Regions from separate parts of the Sus scrofa genome. Here region 1 is linked to region 2. The links are chromatin contacts, called in public HiChIP or PLAC-seq maps. All regions are on one chromosome and are shown on one strand. Each heading gives the region's core, a stretch centred on a gene start, on an enhancer-like site or on the middle of the called end of the contact. The rest is flanking DNA. Distances are from core to core; before and after follow the strand shown. Region 1 overlaps CAND2 (cullin-associated NEDD8-dissociated protein 2). Region 2 overlaps MKRN2 (probable E3 ubiquitin-protein ligase makorin-2).

Evidence for each region. HiChIP or PLAC-seq counts read pairs in DNA pulled down with a chosen protein or histone mark.
Region 1: a contact with region 2 is called in an H3K27ac HiChIP or PLAC-seq map of skeletal muscle, with 3 times the contacts expected there. The contact joins two enhancer-like sites. A contact is called at or near these places in 1 of 47 Hi-C or Micro-C datasets (embryonic fibroblasts) and 1 of 2 datasets of contacts at active chromatin or transcription factors (skeletal muscle).

The regions. Positions count from the first base shown.
Region 1 is chr13:68,773,003-68,779,059 of Sscrofa11.1, forward strand. It overlaps CAND2 (cullin-associated NEDD8-dissociated protein 2), which reads left to right. Exons shown (of 15, transcript XM_021069357.1): 8 at 610-902; 9 at 1,872-2,013; 10 at 2,332-3,834; 11 at 5,994-6,057. Among named protein-coding and RNA genes, the nearest start is that of RPL32, 17 kb to the right of the region's middle. Within about 2 kb of position 3,024, at least 2 of the 83 cell types and tissues checked have an H3K27ac peak or open chromatin away from gene starts, as enhancers often do. A contact at or near this core is called in skeletal muscle, where this site is marked.
Region 2 is chr13:68,572,467-68,579,152 of Sscrofa11.1, forward strand. All of the region lies in intron 6 of MKRN2 (probable E3 ubiquitin-protein ligase makorin-2), which reads left to right. Among named protein-coding and RNA genes, the nearest start is that of MKRN2, 29 kb to the left of the region's middle. Within about 2 kb of position 4,870, at least 4 of the 83 cell types and tissues checked have an H3K27ac peak or open chromatin away from gene starts, as enhancers often do. A contact at or near this core is called in skeletal muscle, where this site is marked.

The DNA.
Region 1 (6,057 bases), core at 1,774-4,273, 200 kb after region 2:
CAAGACACATTCATTCCTGGGGCGAGATGAAGACTTGACCTCTGGCCTCTCTGGGGACCTTGGAAAGTAGAAAGCCACACAGACCCACCTTTTCCTTGTTAGTAGTCCCACTTGGAAGCCAAAATCAGGATCCTTGAGTGGGGAGGTGGAGGGGGCCTAGACCTCTTCTATCCGGATCCCAGTAAATGAAGCATCACACAGCCTGTCCTGAAACCAAAGGATGGGCCTTATGCCCCAAATGGATTAACTAGGTCCATTGAAGGATTTAGCTGTCAGTTTTCTCCCTGGTGTAGTCAAAACAAAGGGTCTGGAGGCAGAGGGAAGACCATAGTTCCACTCCATCTCCTGTGTCCTGGGGTGAGCTACTTCCTGTTGCCTCCTTTCACAATATCATTGTGAGGCTAAAGTGAGGTTGGCCTGGTGCCATCCCTAGCACACAGCAGGTGTCCATTAAATGGTAGGTTAAGTTCCTAACAGTTACAGATAGTGACCATGCGATGCTGTGGCCCCGCCCCCTTCTCACTCCTCCTCCTGGGGTCCCGCCGGGGTGGGCCAGCGGCTCTCCTGCTCAGTGTGCAGGGCTCCACGGGTGTCTGGTTCCCGCCCCAGAGAGTGAGGATGAGTACAGCGATGACGACGACATGAGCTGGAAGGTGCGCCGGGCGGCGGCCAAGTGCCTGGCGGCCTTGATCGGCTCGCGGCCGGACCTGCTGCATGACTTCCACTGCACCCTGGCGCCTGTGCTTATCCGCCGCTTCAAGGAACGCGAGGAGAATGTTAAGGCCGACGTGTTCGGGGCTTACATCGTGCTGCTGCGGCAGACGCGGCCCCCAAAGGGCTGGCTGGAGGGCGTGGAGGAGCCCACCCAGACCGGCAGCAACCTCCACATACTTCGAGGACAGGTGTGCCTGCCTGCCCCTCCTTCCTGCTCCCTCCCGCTCCCAGCCCCTCCCTCCTTCATCTTCCCAGCGTCCCACCCGCCCCCCATCCATCCACTGAAGTGTACCTATGGAGCACCTGCTGTGGGCCCCGCAGTGTGTACTAAGTGCCAGGACACAGCAAGTGAAGTCCCCATCCGGGACAACACTGTCTCAGGGCAGACAGGCAGTAGGGCAGGCAGGGTTCCAGGCCATAGGAAGGAGGTTCAGGTTCACTCTCAGAGCATGGAAGCCGCAGAAGGGGAACTGTGAGGTCCTACTTACATTTGGAAAAGTTCACTCTGGCTGCTGTGTGGGGAATGGATTGTAATGGGCTGGGACCCACAGAAGGCAGCCGCAGCTGTTCAGATAAAAGAGCTTGGTCAAAGTGGGTGGAGAGGAACTTTCAGACTTGAGAGGTAGTTTGGGGTTTGCAGATGCAGGAGGAATGAGAGGCAGGGAGGTACCGTGTGGCTTCTGGGCTCTGTCTAAAGCTTGAAGTGCCATCCCCCGAGATGATGGAGGGGGTGTGTCTAGAGTTCTGGACGTGTACCTCTGAGGTCCCTGTTGGATGCCTGAGTCAAGATGTTGGGTGGGCAGTTAGCACAAGAAGTCTAATGTCAGAGATGTAGATCTGGAAGCCATTGCTGCACTGGAATCCAGAATTTGGGGAATGGATGAGCTCATCCCGGGAGAGAATCTAGCTGGGGAAGGGAAGGGGGCCTTCCTGAGTGTGGGAATGAGAACCACACTGCCTGGCGACTTTGAGCAAGTTCCTTGAACCCTGTGCCTGTTTCTGTACGGCAGGCACAGGAATAGTACCAGCCTCAGAGGGTGAGTGTGGTGCCTGGTACAGAAAGGTGGGATGGAGTGCTTTTCCCCACGGGCCTGTGTCTGAGTAAAGCCCCCAGTAGGTTCCTGGGTGGTCAGTGACCTCCCCCTACCTATCCACAGGTGCCTCTTGTGATCAAGGCCCTTCAGCGGCAGCTTAAAGATCGGAGTATCAGGGCCCGCCAGGGGTGCTTCAGCCTCCTCACCGAGCTGGCGGGTGTCCTCCCGGGCAGCCTGGCAGAACACATGCCCGTGCTGGTAGCAGGTAGGATGGACCGGAACCAGTGTCAGCTCTTCTGGGCCTCTTCCAAAATCCCTAGTCCCCGAGGGTACCCCTGTTCAGCAACCTACAGTGACTCCTACTGCCAACAGTGAGAACAGGTCTGGGGTGCAGGCCCTACTTCCTGGTTTCAAGTGGCTTTCCTGGCCTGTGTTCTCAGCCCTGACCTCTCAGCATCTGCTGCATAAGAGCCCCAGTGCCTGGGTCCAGCTCAGGTGCCTGTGGGTATTCCACGCCTGCATCCAGGGAGGGCTGAGCTGGGTCAGGATCTATGGCCCCGTCACCTCTACACCCACCCCACAGGCATCGTCTTCTCACTGGCGGACCGCTCCAGCTCCTCCACCATCCGGATGGATGCCCTGGCCTTCCTGCAGGGGCTGCTGGGCACGGAGCCGGCTGAGGCTTTCCACACCCACCTGCCCACTCTCCTGCCACCTGTGATGGCCTGCGTGGCTGACCCTTTCTACAAGATCGCAGCTGAGGCCCTGCTAGTACTCCAGGAGCTGGTGAAGGCCCTGTGGCCATTGGACAGGCCTCGGACGCTGGACCCGGAGCCCTACATTGGAGAGATGTCTGCAGCCACCTTGGCCCGGCTTCGTGCTACCGACCTGGACCAGGAGGTGAAGGAGCGGGCCATCTCCTGCATGGGCCACCTTGTGGGCCACCTGGGTGACCGGCTTGGGGATGACCTGGAGCCGTCACTGTTGCTCCTCCTGGACCGTCTGCGGAATGAGATCACCCGGCTTTCCGCCGTCAAGGCGCTGACGCTGGTGGCTGTGTCCCCGCTGCGGATTGACCTGCAGCTCATCCTGGCTGAGGCGTTGCCCATCCTGGCCTCGTTCCTGCGCAAGAACCAGCGGGCGCTGCGGCTGGCCACCCTGGCAGCCCTGGATGCCCTGGCCCGGAGCCAGGGCCTCAGCCTCCCACCCCCCGCTGTGCGGACCGTGTTGGCTGAGCTGCCTGCCCTGGTCAGTGAGAGCGACATGCATGTGGCCCAGCTGGCTGTGGACTTCCTCGCCACTGTGACCCATGCCCAGCCAGCCTCATTGGCCGAGGTCAGTGGTCCTGTGCTCTCTGAGTTGCTGCGGTTGCTACGCTCACCCCTGCTGCCGGCTGGTGTGCTGGCAGCCGCCGAAGGCTTCCTGCAGGCTCTGGTAGGGACGCGGCCACCGTGCGTGAACTACGCAGAACTCATCAGCCTGCTCACTGCACCTGTTTACAACCAACCCGTGGACAGCGGGCCTGGCCTGCACAAGCAGGTGTTCCACTCGCTGGCACGGTGTGTGGCAGCCCTTGCAGCAGCCTGTCCCCAGGAGGCAGCAGGCACAGCCAAGCGCCTGGTCTGTGATGCCAGGTCACCCAGCTCCAGCACGGGGGTCAAGGTCCTGGCGTTCCTGTCGCTGGCTGAGGTGGGCCAGGTGGCTGGGCCGGGACCCCAGCGGGAGCTGAAGGCAGTGCTGCTAGAAGCCTTGGGCTCGCCCAGCGAGGACGTGAGGGCAGCCGCCTCCTATGCGCTGGGCCGCGTGGGTGCAGGGAACCTGCCCGACTTCCTTCCCTTTCTGCTGGGGCAGATCGAGGCTGAGCCCCGGCGGCAGTACCTGCTGCTGCACTCGCTCCGGGAGGCCCTGGGCGCTGCCCCACCTGACAGCCTGAAGCCCTACGCTGAGGACATCTGGGCCTTGCTGTTCCAGCGCTGCGAGGGTGCTGAAGAGGGCACCCGGGGGGTGGTAGCCGAGTGCATCGGAAAGCTCGTCCTTGTGAACCCTCCGTTCCTTCTGCCCCGGTTCCGGAAGCAACTTGCTGCAGGTAGGGGCATGGGATGGGCAGAGGCAGTCCAGGCTGGAGGTAGGTGGTGTGCCCACGTGGCTCATACCAGGTGAGCTTGTTCAGGTGATGGGGCTAAGAATCACGCACGGTGTCAATAAGATTAAAGGCAGAAGAGCTGTTAAAAACAGCGTTTCCTGAGACAAAGGCTTCTTCCTGTGGGACCCTCTGTGATAGAGGGGACAGAATCCTTGGTTTGTCCCTCCAACAGGAAAACTTTTCATGATGCCACTTCTATAATCCTTGGTGCGGACAGCAGCCTCACGCTCCAGGGGAAGCTTAGTAACAGCGGTTCTCTGAGAGGCCAGAATTGGCTGCCTGCAGCCTGCAGCCTGCAGCTCTCTCTTGGCTGTCTTGCACCCAGAGCAAATGTAAATGTAGACTGGGAGTGGATACCAGGCCTGGGCAGACATGGTTGCAGGGGCAGGTTTTATGTTGTGGAGTCAGGATGTTCCAAAGCTTAGGGAGGAGGAAGAGGCCATGGACTCTGAGAATGAAAAGCCTCAAGCTGGTGGGCTGGAATCCCTGAGGTCAGAGGTGTGTCTTTGACAAAATGCAGGCAAAGTGCTTGGGTAGGGGGTGGTAGCTAATTAGTACTGGTTAGTAACTGCTGTTGTTGCTGTGTCAGTGGTTGGGCTAAGCCCTCACTGGGTTGCTGGTATGCCCTCAGCAGTGTGTGGACAGGACAGCCAGGCTGAGGATGTCACCTGTTACACCGCTCAGGGCTCCTCACGTGAACCCTGGGAGGCGAGTTCAGGATGAGGGGCTGCCCAGCTCTGATTTGTTTAGGCCCCTTGCCCACTGCTGAACCAGCTAACCAGTCATATTTCCTTGTGACTGCCAGTTGCTGGGACGCTTAGAGCCCAGTCAGCAGCCTGCTTCTAGCAAGTTCCTGGGGCTTCCTAGTTGCCTCTCCCTGTACACCCCTCACTCTAGTCTCATCTCATTTCCTGGCCTGTATTTGTCCTTGGCCTCATTTTTCTTATTCACTTAATCCTATTCTCCCTGTATTATCTTCATCATCCACCCTGAGCCAGACAAGGTGGAAAGAGAAAGAGGGAAAAACCACACGGCTGAAGTCAATAACTCACTCACTCATGCTCCGGCATCAAGTTGTAAACTTCGGGAGTTCCCGTAGCGGTGCAGTGGAAATGAATCCGACTAGGAACCATGACGTTGTGGGTTCGATCCCTGGCCTCGCTCAGTGGGTTAAGGATCCGGCGTTGCCGTGAGCTCTGGTGTAGGTCACAGACGCGGCTCGGATCTGGTGTTGTTGTAGCTATGGTATAGACCAGCAGCAACAGCTCCGATTAGACTTCTAGCCTGGGAACCTCCATGTGCCACGGGTGTGGCCCTAAAAGGACAAAAGACCAAAAAAGTAAACTTTTTCCTGAGTCTTGAACTACAGTCTGTGAGTGGAACCAGACTTAACCCCTTCAGTGCTGTGTGCTGGGGTGGGGAGGCCAGGGTGGTGAGCAGCTGCTGATTTATCTCCTTTACCCTAATGGGCAATGTCTTCCCCTCCCTTGATGCAGCTTCTCTACTCAGAAATCAGGCAGAAAAGCACATTGAGTTGAGGCACAGCTGCCCCCTGCTTGGCGAATGCAGGCCTGAGGGGGCCCAGAGAGGGCACATAAGCAGCCAGTGAATTCTGGACCTGCTGTGTGATCTTCCGTGAATTTAACCTTTCTGGGCCTCTTTTTCCTCATCTGTAAAAGGGAGATTAATAATAATTTTTATTAATTATTTTAACTAATATTATTATTATCACCCAGTGACTAGGATTAATTAACCCTGAGGGTGAATTGAGGTAATGTGTTTGAAAAATAGGACAGAGCCCCAAGGCCTGAGCAGAGGTCTTTCTTGGGTTGAGCCCTGCTTGGGTTCTCAATCCTGTTCACGTGCTCTGTGTGGTTATCTGAGAACTGATGGTGCTACGTCTCAGCTGCAGCAGGAAAAATTCAGGGGAGGTTCTGGGCTGCAAGGGAAGTGGCGACATTGACTTCCCCAAAAACGGGTGGTGGGTTTCGAGTTGAGAGTGGTGTGGTTCTCTGTCGCACAGAGGCGAGGGCAGCCTTGGCCCCTCCAGCGTTTGGGTGTCCCTGTGGGAATCCGGGACCCACAAGGCCTCTTGTCCACAGGTCAGCCTCACACTCGCAGCACTGTCATCACAGCAGTGAAGTTCCTCATCTCGGACCAGCCCCA
Region 2 (6,686 bases), core at 3,620-6,119:
TATTCTCTCACAGTTCTGGAGGCTGGAAATACAGAATCCAGGTGTGGGCAGGGCTGGCTCTCCCCGGAGGCTCTGAGGGAGAATCTGCTCCAGGCCCCTCTCCTGGCTTCTGAGGCAGCATCACTCCAGTCTCTCCCTCCTCTGTGTCTTTCTTTCCCTTCTGACTCTATAAGACCCTCCTGTTAATCCAGGATGATCTCATCTTGAGAGCCTGAACTACATCAGCAACATTCCCAGGTACCAGGGCATCGGATTAGGATCTGTCTTTAGGCGGCCACCATTTAACTCACCATACATGGTATCCCCATCTGTTCTGGCTGCCGTAACAAAATGCCACAGACTGGGTGGCTTATCAACAACACAGTTCTGGGGGCTGGGAGGTCCACAATCAAGGTGCCAGCACCTCTCACTGCTTCCTTGTGGTGGAAGGTGTGGGGGAGCTCTCTGGGGGTCTCTTCCAATTCATGATGGCTCCACCCTCATGACTTAATCACCTGCCTCCTAATTCTGTCTGTCATGTCAGACGTTAGGATTTCAGCATGTGAATTTTAGGGGGTGTGTCCAAACATTCAGTCAGTTAACACATGGTAACTGAAACTTACACATATCAGAACTGTGCAAAGCAAGGGCTGCCTGTTTAACATTTGATCTGCTCCCCCATTGATGGGTTTTTTTAGAATTCCATTCTAATTTAGAGCCTTTTAGCTTACCTCTCTTTTTTAAAAATATTTTCTTCTTGGGATTACAGTTTACTCCTAACTTTTCAGATTTAATACTCCTACTGTATTCTGTAACGTGCAGTTATTTCCTCATTACCATCTTTGTGCTACAGATACAATGCATAATACATTGCTTCTGTACATTAGAACCACACAAAGTAATATTTTTTTTAATTTCAGCTTTATTGAGGTATAATTGACAAGACAAAGTATCTTATAAAGTACTTGTACTTGAAGCGACTTAGAATACACTGTGGTGACTTGCTAGACCTTGTGAAGGGAATCCCCCATCTAGCTAATTAACACATTCGTCACCTCACATATTCTCTTTTTATGAGAATATTTAAGTCCTGCCATCTTAGCAAATTTCAGCTGTACAATACAGTGTTGTCAACCATAGTCACTATGTTTTCTGCTAGATCCTTACACCCTTTTACGAGTCTCCCCCTATTTTCCCTGCACCCTTGCCCCAGCAGCACTTTTCTACTCTGTGTCTATGAGTTTGACTTTCTTTTCTGAGGCTGTGTCCACAGCATACAGAAATTCCCGGGCCAGGGATCAAACCTGAGCCACAGCAGTGCCAACACAAGATCCTTAACTGGTAGGCCACCAGGGAACTCCTGACCTTTTTAAAAAAGATTCCACATATAAGTGATGCCATGTGTGTTTTATCTTTCTCTGACTTATTTCACTTGGTGTAATGCCCTGAAGGTTCATCCGTGTTGTCACAGTGGTAGGATTTTGCTAGGATTTTCTTCCTTCTCCCTGGCTGAATTAATATTCCATTAATCTTTATCTATTCCTCTGTTAAACAGCTTAGCTTGTTTCTTTATCTTGGCTGTTACAAATGCTGCAGTGAACATGCAGGGGTACAGATGTCTTTATTAACAGGTATGAGGTGGTATCTCATTGATTTGCACTTCCTGGATGTTTAGTGATATTGAACATCTTTTCATGTACCTGGTGGCCATTTGTGTGTCTTTGAAAAAAAAAAAAAAGTCTTTTAAATTCCTTTGCCCTTTTTTTAATTGTGGTTTTTTGCTATTGAGTTGCATGAGTTCTTTATGTATTTTGGATATTAACCCCTTGTCAGATATGTGATTTGCATGTATTTTCGCCCATTCAGTAGATTGTCTTTCCTTTTTGTGATGGCTTCTTTTGCTCTACAGATTTTCAGTTTCATGTGGCCCCTCTTGCTTATTTTCGCTTTTGTTGCCTTTGCTATTGGTGTCAAATCCAAAAAATCATATTCAAGACAGATGTCAGGAAGTTTGTTGCCAGTGCTTTCATGTATTGCATTCAAGGCTTTAAACCATTTTGAATGAATTTTGTGTGTGTGTGTGTGTGTGTGTCTTTTTTTAGGGCCGCACCCACAGCATGTGGAAGTTCCCAGGCTAGGGGTCGAAGCAGAGCTGTAGCTGCCAGCCTATGCCACAGCCACAGCAATGTTGGATCTGAGCTGCATCTGTGACTTACACCACAGCTCATGTCAATCCCTTAATCCAGTGAGCTAGGCCAGGGACTGAACTGGCGTCCCCATGGATATTAGTCCAGTTTGTTATTGCTGAGTCATGATGCAAACTCCCCATTTCAAGTCAATTTTTGTGTGTGGAACAGATAGTGATTCAGCTTCATTCTTCTGCATGTGGCTGTCCAGTTTTCCCAACACCATTTTTTAAAGAGATTGTCCTTTCTCCATTGCATGTTCTTGGCTCCTTTGTTGTAAATTGACCATGTATGTACGGGTTTGTTGATGGGCTTTCTGTTGTGTTCCATTGATCTGTATGTCTGTTTTTGTGTCAGTACCATCCTGTTTTGATCATTTTAGCTTTGTAATACAGTTTGAAATCAGGAAGTGTGGCGCTCCAGCTTCATTCGTCCTTCTTGGGATTGCTTTAGCTATTCCAAGTTTTTGTGGGTCTATACAGATTTTAGGATTGTTTTTTCTATTTCTATGAAAAATGCCATTGGAATTTTGATAGAGATTGCAGTGGTCTCTAGATTGCTTTGGGTAAAGAATTAACAATATTAATTCTTCTAACCCTTGAGCATGGAGTATCTTCCCATTTATGTCAACTTCAATTTCTTTCACCACTGTCTTACAGTTTTCAACATACAGATCTTTCACCTTTGTGGTATTCTGGGTACTATATTCTTTTTTATGCAATTTTAAATGAGATTTTCGTAATTCCTCTTTATGGTAATAATCCATTGTTAGTACATGGAAAACCAACTGATTTTTATACATTGATTTTGTATCCTGCACCTTTACTGGAATGTATAGCTGTAATATTTACATACATTAGAACCGTACAAGGTAATGTAATTTTCACCATAACTTGTGTATTTTTTAAAAGGAAAATAAGTTGTTTATATTTACCAACATATTTAATATTACCAGTGCTCTTTCCTCTGTTATGTAATTCCTTCCAGTTGATGTAATTTCTCTTCAGCCTCAAGAATGCCTTTAACATTTTGCTCATTTGCTAATGATGAATTCTTAGTTTTCTTTTTATCAGAAATCACTCCCCTCCCCCATTCTTGAGGGATATTTTTATTGACTAAATCGGTCTTTTGTTTTTGTTTCAATTTCTGGCTCCATTTTCAATGAACAGAATTCTGAAATGATTGGGGGTCTCCCCCCACTTTTCTTTCAGCACTTTGCGAATGTTCCACTGTTATCTGACTTCTCTGGTTTATGGTAAGAAGTCAGTGGTTGTTCAGACGGTAGTGTCATTTTTGAGTCTTTATCTTAGTTTTTAAGAAGTTTGATGTTTTGCCTTGGGAGTGATTTTTCCTATTTAACTGCGTGGTTTTCTTTGAGTTTGTAAGGGAAAATTCTTACCAAATGTAATACCAAAAGTAGGGAAATTCTGGCCATTGTTTCATCAAATATTTTTTCTACCCTGTTTTTTTCTTCTGGGACTCTTAATCACAGGTAATGGACTTTTTTATATTGTTCTGCAAAGTTTGGGGCTCTGTTTTGTGGTGTGTATGTAGTTTGTTTTGTTTTGTTTTCATTCTTTTTCCCCTCTCTTCATCTTCTTGAACACACATATAGTAGCTGCTTTGAAATCCTTGTCATTTGAAGTTGGTCTCTGTTGACTCTTTTTCCCTTTAGAATGGGTAACATTTTACTGATTCTTCATTATGATGAGTCATTTGAGGTTGTGTTCTAGACACTGTAAATGTTACCCAGTAGAAATTCTGGATTTTTTTAGGTACATCTATAAAGGAAGCATTGTTTTATTTTAATAGATAAATTGTTTAGATTCAAACTTGTGGGCAGCAGTTCAAATCTCAGTTTTTTATCCTTTGCAGAGTTGCCATGAGCCTGCTCCACTGATGTGTGTGTGGGTCAGGGGCTGGTTGGGGATTTGGATGAAGTTGATACACAGCATTTCGGTGGGTCCCTCTCAGGCCCTTTTTTTATGGGAGGCGGGGGGTGAGCAGGGGCTGCTTCCTCACTGGTTCATTTCCTCTGTTTCTTTGTTCTTAGAGCCAGAAAAACTTGGCTCTCTCTCCACGGGAGTTTTAGCTACCCTGCGTAGATATTTAACAGGCACCTGCTCTAGGCTAAACGTTTTTGGGTTTGTTTTGTTTTTCTTTTTGCTTTTTAGGGCCACACCCGCAGCATATGGAGGTTCCCAGGCTAGGGGTCTAATCGGAGCCACAGCCGCCGACCTATGCCACAGCCACAGCCACACCAGATCCAAGCCGCGTCTGTGATCTACACCACTGCTCACAGCAATGCCAGCAATGCCAGATCCTTAACCTACTGAGCGGGCCCAGGGATTGAACCCGAAACATCATGGTTCTTAGTCAGATTCATTTACACTGCACCAGGACGGGAACTCTTTTTTTTTTTTTTTTCCCCCTAAAAAAGTTAACCTCTTGCCAATTCCATCCTTCTAAATAATTTAAACCTGCTTCTCTTCATTCTCCAATGCCTGCCTGTCTGTATTTCTAGTTAATCTGTAGGAAGGGTACTAAAAGCATAATTGTATGTCATCTTTTTAAATGGTTTCCTTTAAGTTGCATATTGATTACTAAAGGCTTGATAATTTCTCGTTTCACCATTTTTTTCTCCTGTGGTGTTACTCTGTGTCCACCAGAGGGCAGAAGTGGCGAGGCAGAGGGGTCCAGCCTGGAGAAGGCAGCTCTGCTGTTCTTGTGTAATTGCTGTTTAGGTCTTCCTGGCCTTGGTTTCTGTTGAGGATGGTGTTTTTATGCATTCTGCACACTTTTACAGGGCAATAGGCCAGGCACTTTCAAGCTAAGCACCAGTGGGGAATATAGAGTAAAAATCATTAAGAAATTTCATGGGAAATTGCAAAAAGTAGTTATACAGGTTTTTTGGTGACATATTCCTCATGAGAGACCCATCTAGCGGTGGTAACAAAGAAGGCATTGGGATCCCCCTGGGGGTGTCAGAGAAAGCAGGAGGAGGAGGACCTGAGCCCTGAAACATGATAGCCTGTGTGTCCTGGGGATGGGGGGCCAGGGGAATGACAGATTTTGTTTGTGGAGCAATGGCAGTGGTCCCTGGGGCTGGCAAAGGTGTGTGGAAGGATGTGGGACCTACTGGGACACAGACATGAGTTAAGTCTGATGCGTCCTTGCGCTTCAGCCTAATCGTGGTCTTTAAGAACAGGGTGACATGGAGCTCCTGCTGTGGTGCAGTGGGATCAGCAATGTTTTGGGAGCGCTGGGACGCAGGTTTGATCCCCAGCCCAGCACAGTGGGTGAAGGATCCAGAGTTGCCACGTCTGTGGCTTAGGTCATGCAGGACCTTGGCAGGTGGGCAGCAGAGGATGGTCGATTGGGGAGGTGCTTTGTGACAGAAGTAACAACGGGATATGAAAGCTGAGAACAAAGAGGGAACCCCAGTGAACTGGAGGCTTTTGTCCTTGGTGACCAAATAAGGCTGGGAGGAAAATGATTTGGGGGTGGAGGCTAGAGAATAATGTTTGTATCCTGATGAGTTTGTTAAGTAAAGCCAGTGTCCTGCAGACTGTGGTAAGAACTCACCATTTTGGGTTTTTTTTGTTTTTTGTTTTTTTTTTTTGCCATTTCTTGAGCCGCTCCCATGACATGTGGAGGTTCCCAGGCTAGGGGTGAATTGGAACTGTAGCCGCCGGCCTATGCCGGAGCCACAGCAATGCCAGATCCAAGCTGCATCTGCAACCTGCACCACAGCTCATGGCAACGCCAGATCCTTAACCCACTGAGCCAGGCCAGAGATTGAACCCGCAACCTCATGGTTCCTAGTCGGATTCGTTAACCACTGAGCCATGACGAGAACTCCGAGAACTCACCATTTGAGTGGTCATTTGAAGATCTGCTCAGAACTTTGGGGACCAGGGACCCTGGAAGGTGTCTGGACCACAGACCTGGTGGGAGGGGACAGCTGTTGGGGAGCTTCTCTTTGTGCTGCTGAGGCCTGTCTCAGAGACTCTGCCCACCCTCTTTGCCATCCCCTGCTCTGAGAAAACGGAAAGCACTGGAGTCAAGGAAGCCCCTTCCTTGTCGTCTGCCACTGTGATGTACCCCAGCCCCCCTGGCAGCAGCTGGCCCTGTCTGCTGAGGTTTGGCTTCATTTCTGCACCTTCCCCTCCCAGACACTTTCCACCTTTGAACATCTCTTCCTCTTCGTCTTGGGATCATTTAGGATTGCATCGGTCCTAATTTCATTTTAGCAAGAAGGATGGGAATTCTCAGTTTGGTTCTGAGTTACTTCAGGAGCAGGGGTTCTTCCCATAGGGGTCTGTAGCTAGAATTAAGACAGGGGAAGAAGACCTGTGTGTCTTAAATAAAACACTTCTGAGGGAGGGTTTGTAGCATGTAGTTAAGCAGCTCTGCTCTGGAAGGTGGGGACCAAGGAAAATGAGATGAGGCCTGTGACTTGAAGGCAGCTGCTAAAATTCACTGCTTTCCCCTGAGACTCCTAACTCAAGGCTGTCACCT